Regions from separate parts of the Pan troglodytes genome. Here region 1 is linked to region 2. Evidence: chromatin contacts called from public Hi-C data. All regions are on one chromosome and are shown on one strand. The core of a region is the stretch at or near the end of the contact, and the rest is flanking DNA. Distances in the headings are between cores, read along the strand shown.

The links. A called contact is a pair of places that touch in the nucleus more often than the background predicts.
Region 1: a Hi-C map of stem cell-derived neural progenitor cells shows a contact between it and region 2, with 4 times the contacts expected there. The contact joins the promoter of BBS10 here to the promoter of GLIPR1 in region 2. A contact is called at or near these places in 1 of 7 Hi-C or Micro-C datasets (stem cell-derived neural progenitor cells) and 1 of 1 datasets of contacts at active chromatin or transcription factors (stem cell-derived excitatory neurons).

The regions. Positions count from the first base shown.
Region 1 is chr10:83,124,083-83,129,040 of NHGRI_mPanTro3-v2.0_pri, forward strand. BBS10 (Bardet-Biedl syndrome 10) reads right to left here and starts at 2,420. Exons shown (of 2, transcript XM_001161619.7): 1 at 2,005-2,420; 2 at 1-1,630. The coding sequence starts at 2,201.
Region 2 is chr10:82,246,366-82,251,263 of NHGRI_mPanTro3-v2.0_pri, forward strand. It overlaps GLIPR1 (GLI pathogenesis related 1), which reads left to right and starts at 2,453. Exons shown (of 6, transcript XM_009425866.5): 1 at 2,453-3,240; 2 at 4,020-4,265. The coding sequence starts at 3,067.

The DNA.
Region 1 (4,958 bases), core at 1,170-3,669, 880 kb after region 2:
CAAGATCTCAAAATTACCACCTACTGGCAAAACACAACCAGCTGGCATAGATGAGGAAAGGTAACTCTGGGAAGTACCCATATTCGGTAACTTACAGCTCACTGGTAACATACTTCCCTTTCTAGTAATATTTGTGACCTGTAAATTTTCGTAAGAAATTTCTATTCTATTTCCCCTTGTTGAATAAGCAGTGGAATTGTTCTTGAGTAATGGTTCATAATAATCAGTTAGCCTGTTTCTTTCCAAAGACAAACATGTCAGCGTTTCAACTGTTTGGAATCTATCTGTTGGTGTCAGTGTGGGGGTTGAATACGGAATATATGTTTCTAATTCTACATCTGGAATTACCAAATTAGAATGTACTTTTAAATATGTTTGAGTTTTTTCCAATGCATCTTTGTTCTCTACAACTGTGTCCTGATAAGGCCTTTGTATTAAGCCATTACCAGGATCTGGTGCTTGATAACTTTCTCCACTGTTCTTATAAATAAAAAGACTTGAAGTGCCATTTTGGTCATTGGTTTGTGTCATGTAATTTAGATCAAGGTCTTTAAATAATTGCCGAAGCATTTTAAGTGCTCCATGTAAAGCATCCTCATGTTGTTCAATGAGACCCTGCACTGGTCCACAAAGAACTATAGAGTGTGGTATAAATGCACATGTGCTTATCAAGCCTAGATGAACATATCTTTTGGATCTAAGGATAAGAGGTTTACAAAATTTCACCAAAGCAGTGTTAGGTATTTCACACTGCGAAAAGGCCTGTGGTGGTACAAATGGAGAAAGACCAATGATCCTCCGGATAAGAGAAACTTCTTCTGATGATAAACACTCAACCACTGATATGCCATTCACCCCTGCATAATAAATAACTAAATCTGGTTGTTTCACACTAGATATGAGCAATTTTACATTCTGACTATGTAGATGTTTCATTATTGCTTTTGTCTTTTCCATAATCCAAAATTGAGATGTCTGAAACTGTGCTTCTGAATTTAGAATAAACTCTGATCCAGAAGTGGAAAAAAGAGGCTGAATGGTTTCTGTTACTATCACCATTCGCATGTCACCATCTGCTGGGCGGTACACAGAAAAATCTTTCTGAAGCACAAGACCAGCTATGATCCTGGAATCTGAAACAGGAAGGCCAGTGACACCAACATTCAACTCTACAAAATGGTCATCCACTAACTCAAATACACCAATCCCACTTTTACAAGTCATACACTTGAAAAAGTAGTCACACATCAACTGTGAAATAAATTTATGATTATTTCTTCCCACTCTTCCACAAAAGTATGCTTCTAAGAGCAACTCTAAAGAGCTCCTACACAATGTTCTCTCTTTAGCAGACGAAAAGATAGACAAAAAGTGTCTACTTAGGTACTGGTCCATAATACCGTCTAATATTTGTGTCTGAAACGTTAGGAGAGCCTGGGAAATAAATTTCCACCGAGAACAATTTTTCCAATGCCTTCCCTGGGTTTGAATGTTTTCACACATCAAAGGATCCTTTTCTCTGTCTGTGATTGCATGAAGTCCTCTAAGCAAATGGCAAAGAAAGATAATAAATGTTTTTGCACCATCTCCTGTTTTTTTGAGATGACTGGAAACACAGTCCACTATCATCCTGTACAAAAAAGAAATAAAGCAACTCATTTTCAGAAGGCTGGCTTCCCACATCTTAAAACCATGTTTACACAGCCATAAGCATAAAATGAGAATATTGTTCCTTTGACACATCCTTAGTTTTTTCCTTTCTTGGAAAAAACTCTGCTCTATTCCAAGATTCCACCGTTGGGTGGAGTGGGGAGAAGTGGTCTTGGGAATTGGTAAGATTTGGGGTGCAGGAGTGTTCCCTTGGGCAGGGCTCTAATTCCGAGCATACAGCGGTTTCACCCGAGGTCAGTCTTTCTAAGTACGCATCGCCTCAGGATGGGACAAGAGCTCCACAGAGGCTGCCTGGGGTGCCCGGCTACGGGTTAGCGTGTGGGACGCGGGTACCTGGCTATGGGATGCTCTAAGTGTAGCGCCTCCAGGAGGCGGCCTCCATTCCGGCTGAGAAGCACCTCGCCAGTGGGCTTCGTACACAAAACTTGCCGTCCCTCGGGCCCCACGCAGCAGCTCACGATGGCTTCCAGCACCTCGGCCACCTGCAACGCCGCCTTCACAGACCCTGCAGCGGCCATAGAACTTAACATATCTGGGCCGCTTCCCCTTTTTGACCAGCTTGCAGAACACCCGGGACGACCGAAAACAGGGGTGGGAACAGCCGGAAACGGAATAGGCGGGGAGAAAACCCGGAAGCCAGGAGCCGAAGCCGGGGTAGCACGGCTTCTTGGTTGGGCGAGAGGGCTGCCCTTCTGTCCGCTTGGTGGAAAAGCCCTGCAGCTTTGCCAGGTGGGGTGAGCTGGCCCGTTGTACGCGAAGACAGAAAAAACAGACTAGGATTTCCAGCAGCTGTGCCTGGAGAGGCAACCCTAAGCCCCTCCCCGGCTCCCTAGGTGAATTCATCTCCCTCCAGTGGCGTCCGCTGCCCCCAAATCCCTTAGTCTCCCGAGAAACTTTCTTCCTAAGTCAACACGGTAGTGGGGCCTGCGTGAAGGAGAGGGCACCCCGGTTGGAACTCTGCTGGCTTTCATCCCCTGCCAGAAGCTGCTTTTTCCGGGGCAAAACCTCTGCCTTGGATTCACGCATGTTCCTGTCCACATTCTCCACGAGTTGCTCTCCTTACCATAACGGAAATAATTTGTAGATGCAGGACAGGTGAGGAGAGCCTGGCCACAGCCATGAATTGCAGGCTTTAGGTCTGCTGCAGAGGCTTTACCACATTTCCTAGACTCAGGTATCACAATAAAACTCTAGACACCACAAATATATTAAGCAGAAATGATGCGAAGTCTCTATTTATTTTTTGAGATGGACTCTCGCTCTGTCGCCCAGGCTGGAGTGCAGTGGCACAATCTCGGCTGACTGCAACCTCCGCCTCCCGGGCTCAAGCGATTCCCGTGCCTCAGCCTCTCAAGTAGCTGGGATTACAGGCATACGCCACTGTGCCCCGCCAATATTTGTATTTTTAGTAGAGATGGGGATGTCACCATGTTGACCAGGCTGGTCTCGAACTCATGACCTGAATGATCCACCTGCCACGGCCTTTCAGAGTGTTGGGATTACAGGCATGAGCCGCTGTACAGATTTAAATCCATTAATCACGTCGGTGATCAACAGTATGCTTTAAAACACATGGCCAAGGATTATTGTATATAACCCAAAGACAGAAAATACTGTCTAACATTTTTTTCTTTTTTAAGAGATGAAGTTTCACTCTGCCGCCCAGGCTGGAGTGCAGTGGAGAGATCATAGCTTACTGCAGCTCCGCATTCCTGAGCTCGTGATCCTCCTGTCTTAGCCTTCAAGTCGCTTTGTGCCTCACTACGCCTGGTTATTTTCTCTTTTAGTAGAGACAGGGTCTCCCTGTGTTGCCCAGGCTGATCTTGAATTCCTGGCCTCAAGTGATCCTCCCAACTTGGCCTTCCAAAGTTTTAGGATTACAGGCATGAGCCACCTTGCCTGGCCTAAAACACAGGCACTTGAGAGTATGGGCTTTGGATTCAGACCTGGGTTTGCTCTGTCATTTCCTTACCTGTGGCATTCACCAAGTAACCTCTTTGATCTCTGCTTTTCTCATCTTTACAAACAATGGGCCTGCCGCAGTGGCTCATGGCTGTAATTCCAGGACTTTGGGAGGCCGAGGTGGGAGATCACAGGAGGCCGAGAGTTCAAGACCAGCATGGCCAACATAGCAAAATCCCGTCTCTACTAAAAATACAAAAATTAGCTGGGCATGGTGGTGCATGCTTGTAATCCCAGCTACTCTGGAGGCTGAGGTATGAGAATCACTTGAACTCGGAAAGGGAGGTTGCAGTGAGCCAAGATCGCACCACTGCACTCCAGCCTGGGCGACAGAGCGAGACCTTGTCTCAAAACAAAACAATCCCCGCCAAAAAAACCAGTGGAGATAACATATACAAAATAAAAATCTCAAGAGGTTTTGAGTAGGTGGAGAATGTTCACTAAACACTTTGCATAGTGCCTGGCATAGTTAGCACTCAACAGATATTTATACTACACCTGTCAGAGGAAAAGGGTCCCAATCCAGACCCCAAGAGAGGGTTCTTGGATCTCATGCAAGAAAGAATTCAGGACGAGTCCATAAAGTGAAAGCAAGTTTATTAAGAAAGAGGAATAAAAGAATGGTTACTCCATAGGCAAAGCAGCCCCAAGGGCTGCTGGTTGCCGATTTTTATGGTTATTTCTTGATGATATGCTAAACAAGGAGTGGATTATTTATGCCTCCCCTCTTTAGGCCATATAGGGTAACTTCCTGACATTGCCATGGCATTTGTAAACTGTCTTTGGTGCTGGTGGGAGTATAGCAGTGAGGACAACCAGAGGTCACTCTCGTGGCCATCTTGGTTTTGGTGGGTTTTGGCTGGCTTCTTTACTGCAACCTGTTTTATCAGCAAGGTCTTTATGACCTGTATCTTGTGCCAACCTCCTATCTCATCCTGTGACTTAGAATGCCTTAATCATCTGGGAATGCAGCCTAGTAGATCTTAGCCTCATTTTACCCAGCTCCTATTCAAGATGGAGTTGCTCTGGTTCAGATGCCTCTGACGCACCCACCAAATTACTGGAGTTGCTCTGGTTCAGATGCCTCTGACGCACCCACCAAATTACCGTGGTAGGTCACCACTCTCCTGGTTTATTATTCCCACAAGTGATATTTTGTGAGATGCAGAAGATTCAACTAGCATAATGGCACAACATACATCATCTAGAGTTGAAGCATGCCAATATTAGCAAGAAAATGATCTTGTAGATGTTTCACGAGGTTGGACAATGAGGGGCCGTTTTCCTTAATCCTTATTGCTATGAACAAGATAGGAGGAACCGGC
Region 2 (4,898 bases), core at 1,203-3,702:
CAGTATAGCAAGGTTGAGATTTTTCCACATAATATAAATGATTATCTCTAGCTACACAAACTGTTGCTTTTTATAAGACACTTGAGTAAAACTTGCGGGGATAGAGAGACATAGTCCATTATGCAGTATTACCCACAATACTGAAATTGTGGATATTCCTTTAGTCTTTTATCTGTGCATGGGTTTATCAGGCAATGTATATGTATGAATTTGTGCATGATTTTAAAGATCCCATGACTCTCCACAATAATTGCAGTTTATTTTATTACTATGAAAGATAGCATGTTCTCACTGTAAAAAAAGATACAGAGAAGAATTAAAAAGAAAGTTAAAAATCTTTTAAAATGCTACCATGAGTGTTGAGCACTAAAAACCAATCTCTCTGTCTTAACACATATGCATAATTATCAAAGAGATCATGGTGAAGACTTGGGTTAAGAAGTGGAAAAAGTCATAGCAAAGTTCAAAGCTTTCTAAGCAGTGCAGGCTTACATTTGCTTCCACGTAAAAGTTCCTGTTCTGTGGCAGACCACTTCTCTGGACTTTTGGTGCAAACGTGTAGTGTGAATTGAAAAGTTTTAGAGTTGTAGCTCTAAGGAGCTAACCTGGTCTGCACAATAACACAAAAATCATCTCTGTGACGGCAGACTTTCCCTTGTGCTGATTATTTTCAGGAAATTAGAGAAAAAATATTAAATCATTTCAAGACCAAGATAACATTGCTCATTCTTGGGAGTTGTATGTGTATAACAGGGATTACGCAGGCAACCAAAAAAACCACTGATTTTGCTTGCTCGTGGGGTTTCCTCTTTCTTGTTGTTGTATTCAAAACTCAGTCTAGCTCACAGAGACCCAGAAGAAGATGAGAAGCAGGCCTTAGACATGGTTACCACTTCAAACTGGAGAAAGTTCTCTTTGTTTATTGTCACTACATTGATCAAAAAGTTGCCTATGAGACCTGGATAAGACACTGCTTATCTCAGATTCCTATAATGTAAAGACATGCTAGTAGAAATTAGGCAGCCTGGACAAAATTTGAATTTATGTATGAGTATTTTTAAGGTTATTTGTGTGTGTGTGGCAACAGTAATTCTGCCTTATGGTTCTGTAATGGTTTTTGTTTGGTTGGTTGCTTGGGCTTTTTTGAGATGGAGTTTCACTCTTGTTGCCTAGGCTAGAGTGCAATGACAATCTCAGTTTACTGCAACTCCGCCTCCCAGGTTCAAGCAATTCTCCTGCCTCAGCCTCGCAAGTAGCTGGGATTACAGGCATGTGCCACCATGCCCGGCTAATTTTGGTATTTCTAGTAGAGACAGGGTTTCACCATGTTGGTCAGGCTGGCCTTGCACAACTGACCTCAGATGATCCGCCCTCCTCAGCCTCCCAAAGTGCTGGGATTACAGGCGTGAGCCACCGCGCCTGGCCCGTATGTTTGTTTTTAATGATGGGGCCTCGCTCTGTCACCCAGGCTGGATTGCAGTGACCTGACTATAGCTCTTCACAGCCTCAAATTGTGGGGATCAAGCTATCCTCCCACCTCAACTTTCTGAGTAGGTGGGGCTACAGGTGTGCCTGAAATGTTTCTTTACTTTTTGTTTGCATTAGAAATATTTCCCCACCTCATTCCATTTTCCATATCTCTTAATTTTCTAAAATACACGTGTTTTCTAAAACCAGGTCTAAACCCCACCTACAGCTAAAATCCTCCAATAACTTCCCATGACTTTGGTGATAAAATAAAAAATCATTAGCAGAATTGAGAAATCCTTCCTGATCTGACTCTTAACTTCTCTCCCCCAAGTGGCATGAAAGCATCATTTGGATTCTGAATTCCATGACACCAGGTATCAAGTTTCCTACCAGTCAGAATCACTACTTATTTACAGACCATATTTACAGAGGGAGACAATATGGAGAGGTTCTTGCTCTATTCTTGCCATAACACCATGTCTTCAACTTCACAACTAGATATATAGTTCCTATCCCTCTAATTCCCTTCTCCTCTCCAGCCCTTTTTCACTTGATCAACACCTAGCTGATTCTAGCCTCAGCAAAGACCTCACCTGCTGTATGTAGGCCAGCTCTGCCCTTTCCAGAATAGGTTAAGTATGCTCTCTTGTGTGTCCATATCTCCCTGTGCTTTCCTATATCCAGATCTCCAACAGCCCCTGTTGTAACCATCCTTGTCATCACCATCTCACAGCTCTTACCACTGTAAGCTCCTTGGGGCCAGTGACTGTGTTTTTATTTCTGTATTACTAAGGTGAATATACAAGGCAGAAATTTAATATTAGCTAGTTCATTTGATCCTGCCAAACCTCTATAATTAAGGAAGCAGAAAAGGTCCCATAGCCTCATTCAATAGGTGGCTGAGGTTTAGAGACTTTTGTATCCTGTCCAAGGTCTTACAGCTAGTTAGAAACAGAAACTAAATTCTCAACTTGAGTCCTGTATTCTTTCTACTATTCTCTCTCTCAATCCCTCTCTCTCTCTCTTTCTCTCTCTCTCTCTTTCTCTCTCTCTCTCTCTCACACACACACACACACGCTTACATGTTTCTACCATCGTGAATGAATTCTAGGTCACGTTTATGATGTTAACCAGATATTCCAACCACTATGTGTTGATATGACTCTAAAAAGAAAAAGATTTCTGAAAGCATTTTGCGAGGCATTTATAGAAGTAAGAGATATTTTCATTTTATCACCGCAACCTCCATTAAAAATTGGAGACTATTATTCCTGGAGACTTCAGAATTTTCTTTGGAAATATCTCCCAATTCAAAAGGAAGTCTGACACAGCCTCATAAAAATCTATGTCGTAATAGGTGCTGTGTCACTGAAAACCACTGAAAAGACAGGGTTAAGAACACAAAGTGAGCTGCACACCATATATGGAGAAACCCGTTTCTTAAAACTAGTGATGAACTCATGCTCTGTTCTGTTTTCTCAAAGCTGAAGTCGGCTAGGTTTGCAAAGCTGTGGGCTGAGCACTCAGGCAATCACACTCTCAGAAACTGCGGCGGCTCTGGACTGCAGCCTCCCAAGGCTCCATGCCAGACAAAGCATGCGTGTCACACTTGCTACAATAGCCTGGATGGTTTCTTTTGTCTCCAATTATTCACACACAGCAAATATTTTGCCAGATATCGAAAATGAAGATTTCATCAAAGACTGCGTTCGAATCCATAACAAGTTCCGATCAGAGGTGAAACCAACAGCCAGTGATATGCTATACATGGTAAGGAAAATATCATTAACTGTGGCGTCAGTCAGTCAGAAACAACTAATGTGTATTGACTTTGGTGTTAATACCTTCGTAATACTGAATGATTTTTTTTTCATTGTGCTTAACGTATGCAGTAAATTCACAGTCTGTGATCAAAACACTTCCAGTTTAGCTCTGTCTACCCAACTGTTGTTATAAGCAAGTGCCACAGCACATTTTACTTCTCTTTGGACACTTCCTGTTTTCTGGTTGTCAGTGGATTTTACTTCTCTTTTTGTTATTTTCCTCCCTGTTAATTTTTGTGATTTGTTTTTTTGTTTTTTGTTTTTTGTTTTTTTGTCTCTAAATTTACTTTTTTTGTTGCTGACAAAGTACTGAGTTGCTCAGGTAGGCAGAATGGCATCTGGGGAAAGGATGGGATTTTGATTCAGTAAGGCTTGGGATTGAATTTCAGATCTGTGGCTTTAAGCTGGTTTTTAACCTTTCTGAACTTCTTAGGATATGGGCTGTTGTGATTATGGAATAATGTTGTGAAACACGGCACACACTATTTTGCCCATAATTAGCCTTCAGTGAAATGTCAGTTTTCCTTAGATTCTAAATTCCATGAAACTAAATTGTCACGTTTCCTACCAGCCCTACTCAGTGCTTGAAGACCATATTTATAGAGGACTCATATGCAGTGGTATCTTCTCTCCTTATCTCACCTCGTTTTCCATTCAAATTCCCACTGTACTCACCCCAGTTACATTTTAGATGAACCCCCTATTGTTTAATGTTTATTTTTGCAGACTTGGGACCCAGCATTAGCCCAAATTGCAAAAGCATGGGCCAGCAATTGCCAGTTTTCACATAATACACGGCTGAAGCCACCCCACAAGCTGCACCCAAACTTCACTTCACTGGGAGAGAACATCTGGACTGGATCTGTGCCCATCTTTTCTGTGTCTTCTGCCATCACAAACTGGTATGACGAAATCCAGGACTATGACTTCAAGACTCGGATATGCAAAAAAGTCTGTGGCCACTACACTCAGGTAAGGATCTGCCCTATATTATCTTGAAACTGTCTTTTCAAGTGTGAGGAGAAAAATTGTACTATGAGGTTAAGAAAATGTATAGTATGCTAGTATACCTGTAAATATAAGGGAGTTAAATAGAACAGCCTCCAATAACAGAAAATAGTGCTTGAAAAGTTCAGTTGTGTGAACTAAACACATAATAGGTAATATGTGAGGCCCACCAACTTGGACAGGCTTTGAACAATTCCTGCAACAGCTATTCTCCCATAGGACTTTATTCCATTTGTGAGAAATCAAGGAACCTTATGAGTGAAAGGATTTTCAGGTTCCAGCTGGCATGAGTTTTAAATGAAATTTGAGCCAATTGTTTTGGGACTATAAAATTGGAAGAAACAAGACTCTCAGACAGAAACATCAATAAGAACTGATGCTTCCACAACCTCTCATTCTCTCAACCATCGACTGAAAACCTACTGTGTGCCATGCACTAGGCACCATGCACGGTGCTACACAAGGAGGGAGAAAAAGTCAGTCCCAGGCCAACAGAGAGGCCAACGTGTAAACTTATATGAACCATTCTGAAGGTATTCTGCCCCCAGAATCCATATTATTAGTCCCAATAGCCACATTCAGAGCCACCCATTGAGT